2 separate regions of the Mus musculus genome follow, and region 2 is linked to region 1. The links are chromatin contacts, called in public promoter capture Hi-C maps. All regions are on one chromosome and are shown on one strand. Each heading gives the region's core, a stretch centred on a gene start, on an enhancer-like site or on the middle of the called end of the contact. The rest is flanking DNA. Distances are from core to core; before and after follow the strand shown.

Evidence for each region. Promoter capture Hi-C pulls out the DNA fragments that hold promoters and counts their contacts.
Region 2: a promoter capture Hi-C map of liver shows a contact between it and region 1, with 8 times the contacts expected there. The contact joins the promoter of Far2 here to the promoter of Pthlh in region 1. A contact is called at or near these places in 18 of 39 promoter capture datasets (the 3T3-L1 cell line, 3T3-L1-derived adipocytes, HPC-7-derived erythroid cells and 10 more) and 1 of 9 other capture datasets (embryonic stem cells).

What each region holds. Positions count from the first base shown.
Region 1 is chr6:147,262,450-147,268,565 of GRCm38.p6, forward strand. Pthlh (parathyroid hormone-like peptide) reads right to left here and starts at 1,564. Exons shown (of 4, transcript NM_008970.4): 1 at 1,136-1,564; 2 at 821-946. The coding sequence starts at 921.
Region 2 is chr6:148,044,132-148,050,539 of GRCm38.p6, forward strand. Far2 (fatty acyl CoA reductase 2) reads left to right here and starts at 3,285. Exons shown (of 12, transcript NM_001347516.1): 1 at 3,285-3,381.

The DNA.
Region 1 (6,116 bases), core at 314-2,813:
GTCAAAATCACTCTTTAAGAAATCAAAAACTCAACCACCAGCTGAGAATGCCGAACTACAAGCTTTCAGACCACAATGCAAATATTTCGACTCCGGATTAAAGAACCGTTAGCAATAATTCCAGGAAAAAGAAAGTTTCCACGCCTAAAGTCCATTTTGGAGACAAGCACACCCGCCTTCCTGAATGGTATCGATACTAAAGTTGGACGTTTGCCATTAAAAAGTTGTTACTACTAAATTATATAATATGCTTTGTTATGTAACACAGTCCTGTTTTATATGCTTAAAATTATGTCATTCATAATAAAACTAGACACAACGTTTTTGCTTTTCACACACAGACTGCCACCCACATTTAGACATATCCACTCGCTTGTGTGCGCGCACACACACACACAGACACAGACACACAGACACACACACAGACACACACACAGACACACACAGACACACACAGACACACACAGAGGCACACAGACAGTTCCTGAATCCCCCAGTTTCCTGCTGAGTTTCAGAACCTCTCGGTGGATAAAGTAACTTTGGTGGTTCCCTGCAGACAGATATCTTGCCGGCCCAGGTTCTGAAAAAGACTCCCTCTTATGGAAAGGCACATCAAACTTGTTTCGTGCCTGTCCATTTTGGGGTCTCACCAGCTCTCTAGATGGCTTTCCTGGGCTCAGCCCCTTGCTAGCAGGTACCCCGTGACTGTGTCCAACTCAGGTTGGGACCATCAGGGACCCCTAGGCTTCCTCAGCATCGCCCGCCTCAGCTGGCGCTGGTCTTCCCCACCCCTCACCCCAGGAGGAAGACCGGTACTTACAGCCTGCGGCCAAGCCCCTCCACCGAACGCCCGCGGGAGGGCACGGAGTAGCTGAGCAGGAATACCAGGACACTCCACTGCTGAACCAGCCTCCGCAGCATCGTGCCGCTCGCTGGCTCTGGGGACCTGCAAGAGTGGAACCCGAGGGTCAGTCCCGGCTCTCCATCTCTTCCTCGCACTGCCCCGCTCCCTCTTTTGGAACCCCGTGGCTTCCCAACAGCCACTCCAAAGTCGAGGGCATCTCACAAGTTAGGAGGAAAAAAGAAAACAAGAAAAAGAAAGCAAAAAAGTGTCTCCGAGCCCCTGAGCACTTACTTGTGTAGGAATCAGCGCCTCTAACTGCGCCTCTCTCAAACCGCACAGGCAAAAAGGGACCCGAGAGGGGAAAAAGCAATCAGAGAGCTTCCTCTGAAAGAAGAGCGAAAACCGGGCGTTTTACATAGGCGTCGGGGATGCGTGGCGCGTTGCTGTGGCTCCCATAGCAATGTCTAATTAGTCTTGGCGGCAGCACTCTGGGTCGTGGGGCAGGTCAAACCCCTCTTCAAACGCGGGTGTTCCTCAGGAGTCAGCTGTCCTGCGCACCGGGCCTCTGGGTGCACAGCCACTTGCGGCAGAGCGCGTATATATACATAGCTGTCGGTCTACCTCCTTCGGTGGGCTGGTTGCTTCCGGAAAGTTGATTCCACAACGCCCTTGAACAAGTTGCAGGCGCGCGTGTCGTGGATGCGAGGGCCAGGTGGCCGCGAGGGCGGGTTCCGGCAGCGGGGCGGAGCGGCCCAGCTGGGGCGGCGCAGGTTGGAGAGTAGCTGTGAGCCCAGCCCTGGAAGGTTCACACGCTCCGGGGCCAACCTGCTGAGAAGTGAGCGAGTCGCAAAGAGGTGGCGCCCGAGGAACGCGCGCCGGCGGAGCAGGCAGGGGTGAGCGGGCCGGCGGGGGCGGGGAGCACAGGGGAGCCCGGAGCCACGGAGCCCCACCCCAGTCCTGGCCCGCGTGGGCCGATCTGACGCTCTCCTCCTCCTGAACCGGCCTGCTGTCGCCTGAGTGGCAGGTCCAGGAGTCCAGGTCCCTACAAACAGCAAGGAGGAACCCCGGGTGGCCTGAGAATCCCAAGAGTCCCAAGCTCGCTTGCAAGCTCGCATTGCACTGCATTCCTGCCTGGTGTGGCCTTCTCCTGGGGAGGGGACTAAACCTAGCACCCAGAAGAGCAAAGGCGATTTTGGGTCTTACTGTTTGGGAAGGGTTGGGGACATCACGTCTGGAGCAGGTCCTAGAACGGGTGTGTGAGCAAGGAAGAAGACCCACTTTGTGATCACAGACGACCTGGAATGCGCAGAGTCCTTCTTTCTCACCTTCTTCTGATAACCTACTCTATGTCCTGATAAAGATTCACTGAGTGCCCATTTGCTTCAGCTTCTCAGTGCTGCTGGGCAGGGAGTGGGGGTGGGGGGTGGGGGAGAAAGTTGTGAGTTACTGATTGTGGGTCTAGAGGTGTGTGTGTGTGTGTGTGTGTGTGTGTGTGTGTGTGTGTGTGTGTGAATACTAGTTTCCCCCCAGGTCCTAGATCACGCTGAAATGAACATGGGAACCACTCAAAGAAGTTTGCCTTCTAGACAATACTGCTGGAAAATTTCATCTGACTCTCTAGGAGGCTAGTGTCACTCAAAGACCTTTGTCAGACCTGGGCTGTGATGCTCTACAGACTTCTGGGGTGGGTACTCCTAGGACTTCTCACCCCTCCCCTCCCCTAAGCCTTGCTGCTCGCCAGCAGTTAAAGCTTTCAGCTGTCTTGGGCGGGGTTCCCTCTCATCAGAAGCCCTTGTCTCTTTCCCTTGATTCCTTTAAACTTCATACTTGTAAAAAAAAAAAAAAAGTTGGCTTCTTCCCACCTTAAAAAGAAACCCGGGAATTTCCATAACGTCCTTTAAGTGGTTAAGAATTTGTAACTGTTAGACATGTTTACATGGCACGAAAAGAGAAAGTTTGAACCTGTGACACTCTGTGATAACCCTTCCCCAAAGATGCTGGAGCCCTAATTGATCTGGAGTGGGGAGCCCCATGAGAGGAAAAGAAGGGACTCACAAAGCAACCATTCTGCTGCGTTTCCTGAGACTTGCTTAACGTTAAACATGATATTTGCTTCACCACCAAGAAAAAAAAATCCAAAGGTACTTTGCCAAGTCTCAAATTACTTTGACTTAAAAATACTCCCCCAATAAAAGGCTGAAACAAAAACTAGACACACTGTGCGTTTAAGGCTGGAATCTATACACTACTTTGATTGATGTTGTTTTTTTCCTAATTAGACAAAATTGACCCTCCTTTCCCCCTTTTCCTTTCTCTACCCCATCACCCACCATCTTTTCTGAGGCTAATGGAAAAACATCATCCATTTTAAAAGAATTTCCTCTCCTGGAAACACAAAGAGAAACTATAGAGAAACTATGGACAATGAGGAATAAGTAGCTTTATCTCCTCAGAATTAAACACTTTCTCATGCTGTGTTACTTCACTTTTTCCTTGAGTCACAAGCTCCTCCACATTCTGACCAAGGAAGGGACATCCTGTCAGTCTCATTCAGAAATATTTGTTTTGTAAAATCAAGTCTTTAATGAATGAAAAGCTTTGTGTAAGTGGTCTTTTCCGTTGTGAGGAAGCAGGTCCTGCTCCAGGCAGACCGAGTTCCTTTCTTGATGTAGAAATTATCTTTAGTGTCAGCCTCCGATTCTTTGCCTTGGCTGCAAAGGGTGTTTTATGACATCATAATCTAGATTACGATCTTGCTAAGGTCACAAGGCAGCAAGGAAACAAAGTGGGGACCCAACCCCCAGGCTTATGAACAGGTCACGTGATTGATCAGGTGACAGGTTTGCTTAGGCTCCCTGTCACACAAGCGCACCTTGACAAGCAAGAGGTTCTGAAGGTCTGCCTCTGCCAGTCCACACTCATGGGAATGCTGAGCTCACGAGCAGTGTCTAGGTTCCCTACTCTGTAAATGATGGTTTTCAAAATCCAGCTTTCAAGGAGGGGCCTCGCACCCATAAGTTCACGGTGGTCACCAGTTTATAGGTATTACCCGCGTGTTTCCTCTATGGAGAGAAGCTAGTGGAAAACTCAAAGTTTTGTATTCTGTACTTCCTCTGTCTTCCTTTTGAGCCAAACAATAAGCAAAGAAATAAACATTTGATTTATGCGTTTGAGTAATGCTTTGGACTAGCCACCAATTCTCACATCTGTCTGCCAGTAGCTCCAAGTCAGGTCTCCAAAATTCCACAAAACCAAACAAATGTACACATCCTTTCTCTCCTCTGGTCACTTGGCTGTTGACAAAAGTTACCCCTTCGAGTAGCATCCACGCTTGATTCTGTGGGATCACAGCTCCGATGACTCGCCCACTGAGGCAGGAGGAGAAGGCTAGGGCTCAAGGCTGCCAAAAAGAAAGGGAATAAGGCTTGAACATCCATAGAGGAGGAAGTCGCCTGCTCATGATCAGCTTGTGGTTAAGTGAGGCTAAAACTCTGCTAATACCTGGAACGCCACTCCAGGGAGGGGCTGAAGAGTGTGCCAGGCTGCTGAGATCCTCCTGTGACCAGAAAAGTGGACCCCACACTTTTCCACATCCATTTAAACCTTGGAAATGCTCTGCTTTCTCCAAACATGACCTGAAAACCCAGCTAGGAGATGCTTTTCAGAGCCCAAGATGATTTGAGATACAAAGGTCTTAGGAAAATGGGTTCTCTAGGTCCCACACTTGTGTACCCTCATTCCCATGGCTAGCAGGAAATATCTGAGGAGAAGGAGGAAGGGAGGGAGGGAAGGAGACAGGGTGGGAGGGAAGGACAAAGGGAGGGGAACAGAGAACATCATTTGGGCTGCTGCTCACTAGAAGCCTTTTGCTGAGTCAAGTTCTTGGCTCCCTTGAGCAGACAGCTCTGGACTTGCATGTGACCACAAATAGGATTCAAAGACACCCCCTGTTCAAAGGACAGTCACACCGTCATCACATCTCTTGCCCTGCTGCAGAAAGTTCTAGCTGTGGTCCAGTTCCATATGAGCTGCCTAGAAGGTGGCATCCCCGGGTGAGACTGGGACCTTGGAGCATTTACTTCTTTATCCCATTGTCCTCCCAGTCCCCTGGTAAAACCAGTCACCTTGCAGTCCCTCCTTGGGGCAGCCCCTGCACTAGGTATCTGCTTTCTCAGGCAGAAAGACTTCTGGACATGGGAAGGTAGGTGAGGCTTTGCATCTGTTTTGTTTTGAGCAGCTCATTGTATGGTTCTGGGACCTGCCTGCTTTTTCAGTTTGTCAGAACTAAGGCCATGACAGTGCATAGCCTCTCTTTTGGATCCCTTTGACTTTGTGGGCCAAATATAGCAAGAAGAGGCCAAGGGTACTTGGGAAATCATCTAGGGTAGGGAGAGTTATTACAGCAGCAGAGTGGCTGAGTGCTTGCATCCCCATTTCCAGGAAGGGGGCAAGTTTGACTTTCATGGATCTTAGACTAAATGGAAGCTTTAGGAGCCTGGGTCCTCTTACCTTCATTTACCCAACATTCCTGGGCTTTCTTGGCTATGCCTCCTAAGCTTCTAGACTCCCCATGGCCAAAGATTTGCCCCAAGCAGAAGAAATGAGGCGTTGTTCCTCTATTGCATCTTACAAAGGGGTGGGGAATGTTGGGTGCCTGGTAATGGCACAGCTCTTAGAGAGTCACTAGCCTAATGCATGGGTGGCCCTCTGTTTCTCCCAGAGAAGATTTGGGGGAGCAATGTGACTCAGGGACAGGGGCTCAGGATATTCTCCACATCCTCTGAGATGGGCTGTCTTGCTCCAAGTTAGAAGTGTAATAAGCCCCACAGAGATAGTGAGGATAAATTCTCTATAGACTGGGACTGAGAAAAGGGTGGGTGGACTGCTCCCCTTCTCCCAGGCCAGGGATTACTCCTTCCTGCTACCCTCCCCAGTTCCTTAAAGCTCACCATCGCCAGAGGTCCAGGGCCGCCTGCTTTATGTCGTTTAACACACAGCTGTGCAGCCAAGGAGGGGTGAGGGTCTGCGAGGGAGAGTAGAGGAAATGAAGGAATGGTTGGAGGTTCTCTGTGCCAGAGGTCTCCATATGATGCTTAAAACACAGTGACTCTAGAAAAGATCACGTTTCAGGCAAGGATTTGGTTATTTAGTCCTGCTGCCTGCCCCACACGTATGCTGCTTGTCTGGCGCTGGTGCGGATTGCAGAAGGGTGCAGAGTGAGGAACTCTTTTCGGGGCGTGGAATCCACCCTGCGGGTGGCTCCTTTGGAGTT
Region 2 (6,408 bases), core at 2,035-4,534, 780 kb after region 1:
AGCTGGTCTGAGCCCTCCAACAAATGTACAGCAGAGAACTGCCTGGTCTGGCTTCAGTAAGAGATGTGCCTAACCCTCAAGAGACTTTAGGCCCCAGGGAGTGGGGGAGGGGGTTGACCAGGGGAAGGGGTGGGAGACAGCCTCTTGAAGACAGGGGGAGGATGAATGAGATGAGGAACTGTGGGAGAGCAGACTGGGAGGAGGGCAACAACTAAATTGTAAAAAATTAAAAGTAGTAATAAAAAACAAGTTTATCATGAAAGTGTACCCTAGGAATTTCCTGGGACTGATAGAAATGTGAATGGCTTAAGCAACAGAATTTACTCTCTCACATTCCTAGAGTTTATAGAGCCACACTACCTTGAAAAGCTGTAGGAAGGTTTTTTGTTTGTTGGTTTTTGGCTCTTCAGCTTCTGGCCGCCATTTGCATTTCTTGGTCTCTTTGGTACCTGTGTCTAACCTCCCCTAGCCGTTCTGTTATACACTGCTGATTGGCCATTTGTCTTGGAGCCTTGCTATGTAGCTCAGGATGGTTCCACTGCAGAATCTCTAGGCACCTGGGCAGAGGCCCCATCTCAAGTCAGTCAAACACACAAGCTCCTTGCCTTACAAGGCCATATGCTTTTTCTAGGCCTCCATCCAGCCCACCAGTTGAAATGTGTTTACATCCTTATCAGGTGTGGAAGCATTACCCCCAGCACGTCCAAAACACAGAAAGAGACATATGAAGATATAGGCTGGCCATGGTGGCTAGTCCTGGTGTCAACTAGACTGCTTCTGGAATAATCTAAAATTCAAGTAGTTGGGCACACTTGTGAGGGATTGATTGGGTCATTTGAGTCGGGAAGACCCACCTCAAACCTTCTAGTGTCAGCTCACATAAAAAGACATGGAAGAAGAAAGCTTTTCTGCTTTTGTCTGCCTGACCTTACTCTTGCTAACAAGCTCATCTATCCTGATGCTGAGGCATTCCTTCGCTGGTGTTAGAACCTACTTCTTCAGATTACAACATAGACTTAAAACAAGCAGCTCCCCAGGAATCCTTGAGATTCCAGCACCAGATTAAGACTGCTGAGACAGACATCCAGCCTCGTGGACTGAACCAGACTCTTGGCCTTTGCATCAGGAGATGGCCATTATAAGGAGACAGTCATTATTAGACTAGCCTGACCATAGCCTATAAGCCACTCTAATAGATTGTGTCTGTGTCTGTCTCTATATGAGTGTCCTCTCTCTCTCTCTCTCTCTCTCTCTCTCTCTCTCTCTCTCTCTCTCTCTCTGTCAGCTCTGTTCCAGAGAACCCTGAAACACATGAACACATGGCTTTATATTTCTGCTCCCCACACTATCAGAGATTGCCAGAAGACCACTAGAAGTACTCAACAAGCAGCACAGAATAAACTCTCCTTCACACCCAATGTGGAATCAGCCCAGCAGACACCTGACCTTAGCCTTGCAGCCTGCAAAGTGCCAAAAGGATGCTGTCTCTGGTGTAAGCCACTCAGCCTACATGCTTCGCAATAGTGGTTCTTGCAGGCAGAACCCACCATACATATGAATACCATTCAATGATAATATTTAAGTTACTTTTCTTTTATTTTTTAATAATGCTGCATTCACCTATGGTTACTCCTCAGAAAGTGAGCCTTTTAATTTCTCACTTTACAAATAACCATAGTGAGCAATTAACTCTCCACACAATTCTTGTTTTGTGCATTCTTTTGGATATGCCCTAATAATAGAAATCTTTTATCAAAGGGTCTCAAAAAATAAAAAGGAAGTGTGTTGCTAAATTACTTTCCCAAAAGTTATAACCCTTGTGTTACCTATGTGACTAGGGGTTTTTGCATGTTTTATTTTGCAACATTCAGGGTTGAATCTGGGGCCTCATTGTGGTAGGCAAGAGTATCGTCCACCCCAGAACTACATTCTCAGCCCTATTTTTAATTTTTGAGTTGGGATCTTCATATTTTTAACCAAGCTGCTCTTGAACTTTCCAGGTAGCCCCCAGGGAGGCCTTGAACTTGCCACCCTCTTGGCCTAGCATACTGAAGAGCTGGGGTTGCAAGTGAAAGATTTCTATATCTTGTTACCATCATTTTCCTGGATCATTTCAAGTATACTCACAGAATTTGGGTCTGAGGACACATTCAGATATTTTCTCCAGTGGAGTGTGTGTGTGTGTAACTGCATGTTTGTCAAGTCCTGTTCTCTTCTCTTGCTTTTACATAGCCACCTATGTAAGACTATCTCTGGTTTACACTTCCCTTAACATACTTAATTAAACAGAGTCCAGAATCAGCAAATTCAAGAGAAGTGTGAGATTTTTTAATGGATGGAGTTCCTTGTTTCATTAATTTCAACTTTTCACGATTCAAAGTTGGTGTTTTTGTGTGCATATCACCTGTCATAATGAGATTCAGAATAATTTTGGGGCCATATTCCTTCCCACTTTCCTTAACTGACTATAAATTTGGAAGACTATCTTCCACATTGTGCAGAGAACTGAGGTGGGCGTTGGCCAGGTTTCCTCTCTGGTTGGGGGGAAATTTGCTCTCCCGCGGTCCATCATTCTATGACTTCCTGGCAGCTGGAGGGTTTCTGTCTAAAATTTACCAATAACTAAATATAAATAAAATAAAATTGTTAAAGCTACCAAGAGATGAAAGAAAGCGTTTCCTGGGGAAGTCCCAGAGATTTCCTCTGCCTGTTTCTCCCCTAGCATCCATGGTCTCTGCGCATCAGATAGCAAGAATCAGGTTTCTGCTCTCCACACCTCAAACCTCCCTGTTGCCTGCCCCCTCCCATCCCCCCAAAACACACACCTGCCACCCCTTGACTGTTTAAAAGCCCTTGAGCTGGCGCATCCCTGCCGAGCTCCTCTGCAGCTTCCATCCACCTGGCGTGTGGTGCGGAAGAGATGGATAAATGGGATCTGGAGTGCATTTTGCCAGTGCAATAGGAAGTGATCGCTCCTGCAATGAATCAAATCAGACTCTTTCTCTCTCTTCCCCTCCCTCCTTCCTTTGCTTTTCCAGACAGGGCGCCATCCCAGCTAACTTTCCCCTCACCCAACAATGCACACCAAGGGGGAACACACCCGAAGCCCAGGCGATGCCATCCTCGGGGCCTGTGCGTCCGAGGCCCCGGCACTCCTCCCGCCCTGGCAGAGGCCTCGGCTGGGCGCCCAGCAGCGACCAGGAAGGTCGGAGGGAGGGTGCGCTCCTCCCGCCCCACACCCAGTTTCTGAGCCGGATATATAGAGAGTCACGTTTGGGAGCCGGGAGAGCAGAGGCGCGGTTCAGAAAAGCTCGAGTGCCTCCTTCATCTCCGGGAGGACCGTGACCACCAGCCGGCAAGTCAACCGCACTGAAGCAGCAGGTACCACAAGGAAGAGAGCGGGGCGGGGAGGCCAGAAGGTTAGGCTAGGGGGACCTGAGGACTGTGGCTGTAAAGCAGGCAGGCACTAGGAGAAAAGCGGTGGCCCTGCCTCGCGTCCCTGGCCACTCACAGTCCTCCAGAGTCCTGTAGGCTCTAGGTATCTCTGAGTCTGCTAGGTGAGATGCACAGCCATTGGAAAACTGGGAAGGGCTGAGCAAGGTGAACATGGGAACCTCTCAGTAGTAACTGGGGACCAAGGTACAGGGGTATCTGGCTGGTCCCACCCAAGCCTTCCTAGTTCAGGAGCTACTCCTAGAGACAGCATATATTTCCAGGCCACATGTACAATGCTCCCTTTTCATGTCCTCCCTTACCCACTAGCTCACCTCAGGCTGTGAGTATCCAGACCCTTACTTAGAGATTCTTCAGGGTCATAAACCCCAGGGTGAAGTAGGCTTCAGTGACCAAATAGGTCTGTCCCTGATCAGAAGTTTCTGACTTCCTCCAGTGACTTGGGCATCATGAAGAGAACAAGAGGGGTAGGTGTCAGGGCCTCCAGCTAGGACAGGTGGCTTAAGGAAGGCTGTTCACACACCTCTGGGGGTGAGATTGCAGTCAGTATAATTTATGCCCATCCTAAGAATGCCTTGCCCCTGTCAGGCTCCTGACCCCAGTCTCCTTCCTGTCTCCTTTTGGGGTAAGATAATGAACACTTTTTGTTCCATACATTATTTACCTACTGTTGAGCTATCGTGATTATTATCTCTTTATCTGTAAGACTCTGGCTACCTTTTGAGTCATGCCGAGTGAATGCTCCATCGTTTGTGAGCAAGGAACCAAGTGAGCAGGAAACTCAATAGGGTTGTGTGCTTCTGCTTGTTTGTGGCCGTCTCCAGAGTTTGACATTGCAAATGGAAGTGTAAGACTCAGCCTGTAGCCCCACAGTTTGTCTCTCTGCTTCTCCATCTATGTGATCTGGAGAGTTGACTTGGGGTCATAGTTATTCTAAGTCATAAAATAGGGCAAAGAGATTAAATAAATTTTAAGGCGTCTTATAAACTGCACAGGTATTCATTTCAGCAAACTTCACATCTTGGACTTTGGCAGTGTCTAGAGATAACCAAGAGGTTTCTCCTGACCAAACTTCAAGGACAGTGATTTCGTTCATAGTGTTTCTAAAGACCTGTGTCTTACTCTTTATTTCCTTTATTCTAAGGGCATCTTCCACTCCTATCTCAAGGGATTCCCCCCCGCCCCCATCACTCCAAATGGTAATATTAGGCTACAATTGTCTGTCAGAGAGAAGCAGGTCACAGTGTGCTGGTCAGCATCAACACCATCAGGGGAGGATTGGTGATGGTGAACTCCCCCAAGGAAACAAAATATGATCCAGCTTCTGAAGAGGGACTGCTTCAGAGGGGCTGAGAAGTCTGTGTGTATCACTTTGGTTTCTCAAGACCATAGACATTTTGAGGACTGCAGAGATGGTTCAGGGGTTAGAAGTCTTTGCTGCTTGTCTGAGTTAGAGTTACTATTGCTATGAAGAGATACATGACCACTGCGACTCTTATAAAGGGAAACATTTAATTGGGGCTGGCTTTCAGGCTCAGAGGTTTAGTCCATTATGGTCATGGCAGAAAACATGGCAGTGTGCAGGTAGACACAGTGCTGGTGAAGGAGCTGAGAGTTCTAAGTCTGGCCACAGGAAGGGAAAGTGACACTGGACCTGGCTTGAACACTTGAAACCCAAAGCTCACCCTCAGCGACACACTTCCTCCGTGGCCATACCTCCCAATCCCACTCCCTAAGCATTTCAAATATGAGTCTGTGGAAGCCGTTCTTATTCAAACCACCACACTGCTCTGGCACAGGACCTGAGTTTTCAATTCCTAGCACTTATGTGGTGGCTTACAACCATCCATAACTCCAGTTTTAGAGTATTCCCTCTTCTGGTCTGTCTGGGCACCTGGCATTATTGTCAGTATATGTGCATGCATGCAGGCAATGTACTCATACATATAACATAAAGAAATTTAGATAAATAAAAATGAAATGTTTTTAAAAAAAAAAGAATAGCAACATTTGATCAGCCTTAAGAATTCATGTTTCAATCCATTCATTCATTTTTTGACAGGGTGTCATGTAGCCCAGGCTGATCTTGAACTTGCTATGTAGCTTAAATTATCTTGAAAAAGATATATATATATAGTCACCTTCTTGCTTCTACTTCTGGAGTACTGACATTAAAGGCATGCATCACCATGCCCAGTTTATGCAGTGCTGAGGGTGAATCCAGGGCTTCTGTGCACTAGGCAAGCTTTCTCCCAGCCGAGCTGCATCTCCAGGCCCAAAAGATTTAACAAGCATCATTGCAAGAGGACCATACCAGAGACCACCAGCCTACTTGCTCCCACCAGCATGACCTGACGCTGGGGCTCTATGGGAACACTTACTAGTGGTAAGCATGCATATTTCATGTTTGTGTTGTTCACAGACCATTCTAAGTACCTGATTAAAAGGGATAGAATATGAAATACACTTGCAGAAGGTCACAGCTTTCTGGCATGCAAACATCCACATTTCATGCCTTCAGCCAGTCTTCATGGGATCAGCTTTGCGAAGTTCAGACTCAAAAATTGAGCTGAGCTCCACAGCTAGAATTTCAAATAACTTTTTAGATGTCTATGAGCAACATAAAACATGAAGCGTTAACCTTGGAGCCATTGCTATGATCTTAATAAGAGGCTTCACATCATAATTTCATACTGGGTTCCCATTATCCCCTGACCCCAAATCGACAGCCCATTCTAGAGCTTACTCAGTAGTGGAGTTTCCTCATATCAACCCTAATTCAAGTGAGTTCTCTGTAAAGACTAATGTTAACCTGTCACTTGCCCAAGCACAGATAACTTCCTGGAATACTGGGGGGTCTGTGATTCTTGTGAGAGAGCAAGTCATATGTTTTCATTTCAATAAACAAGGTTGGTTTTCATTTCAATAAACAAGGTTGGTTGCCTCAACGGTTCA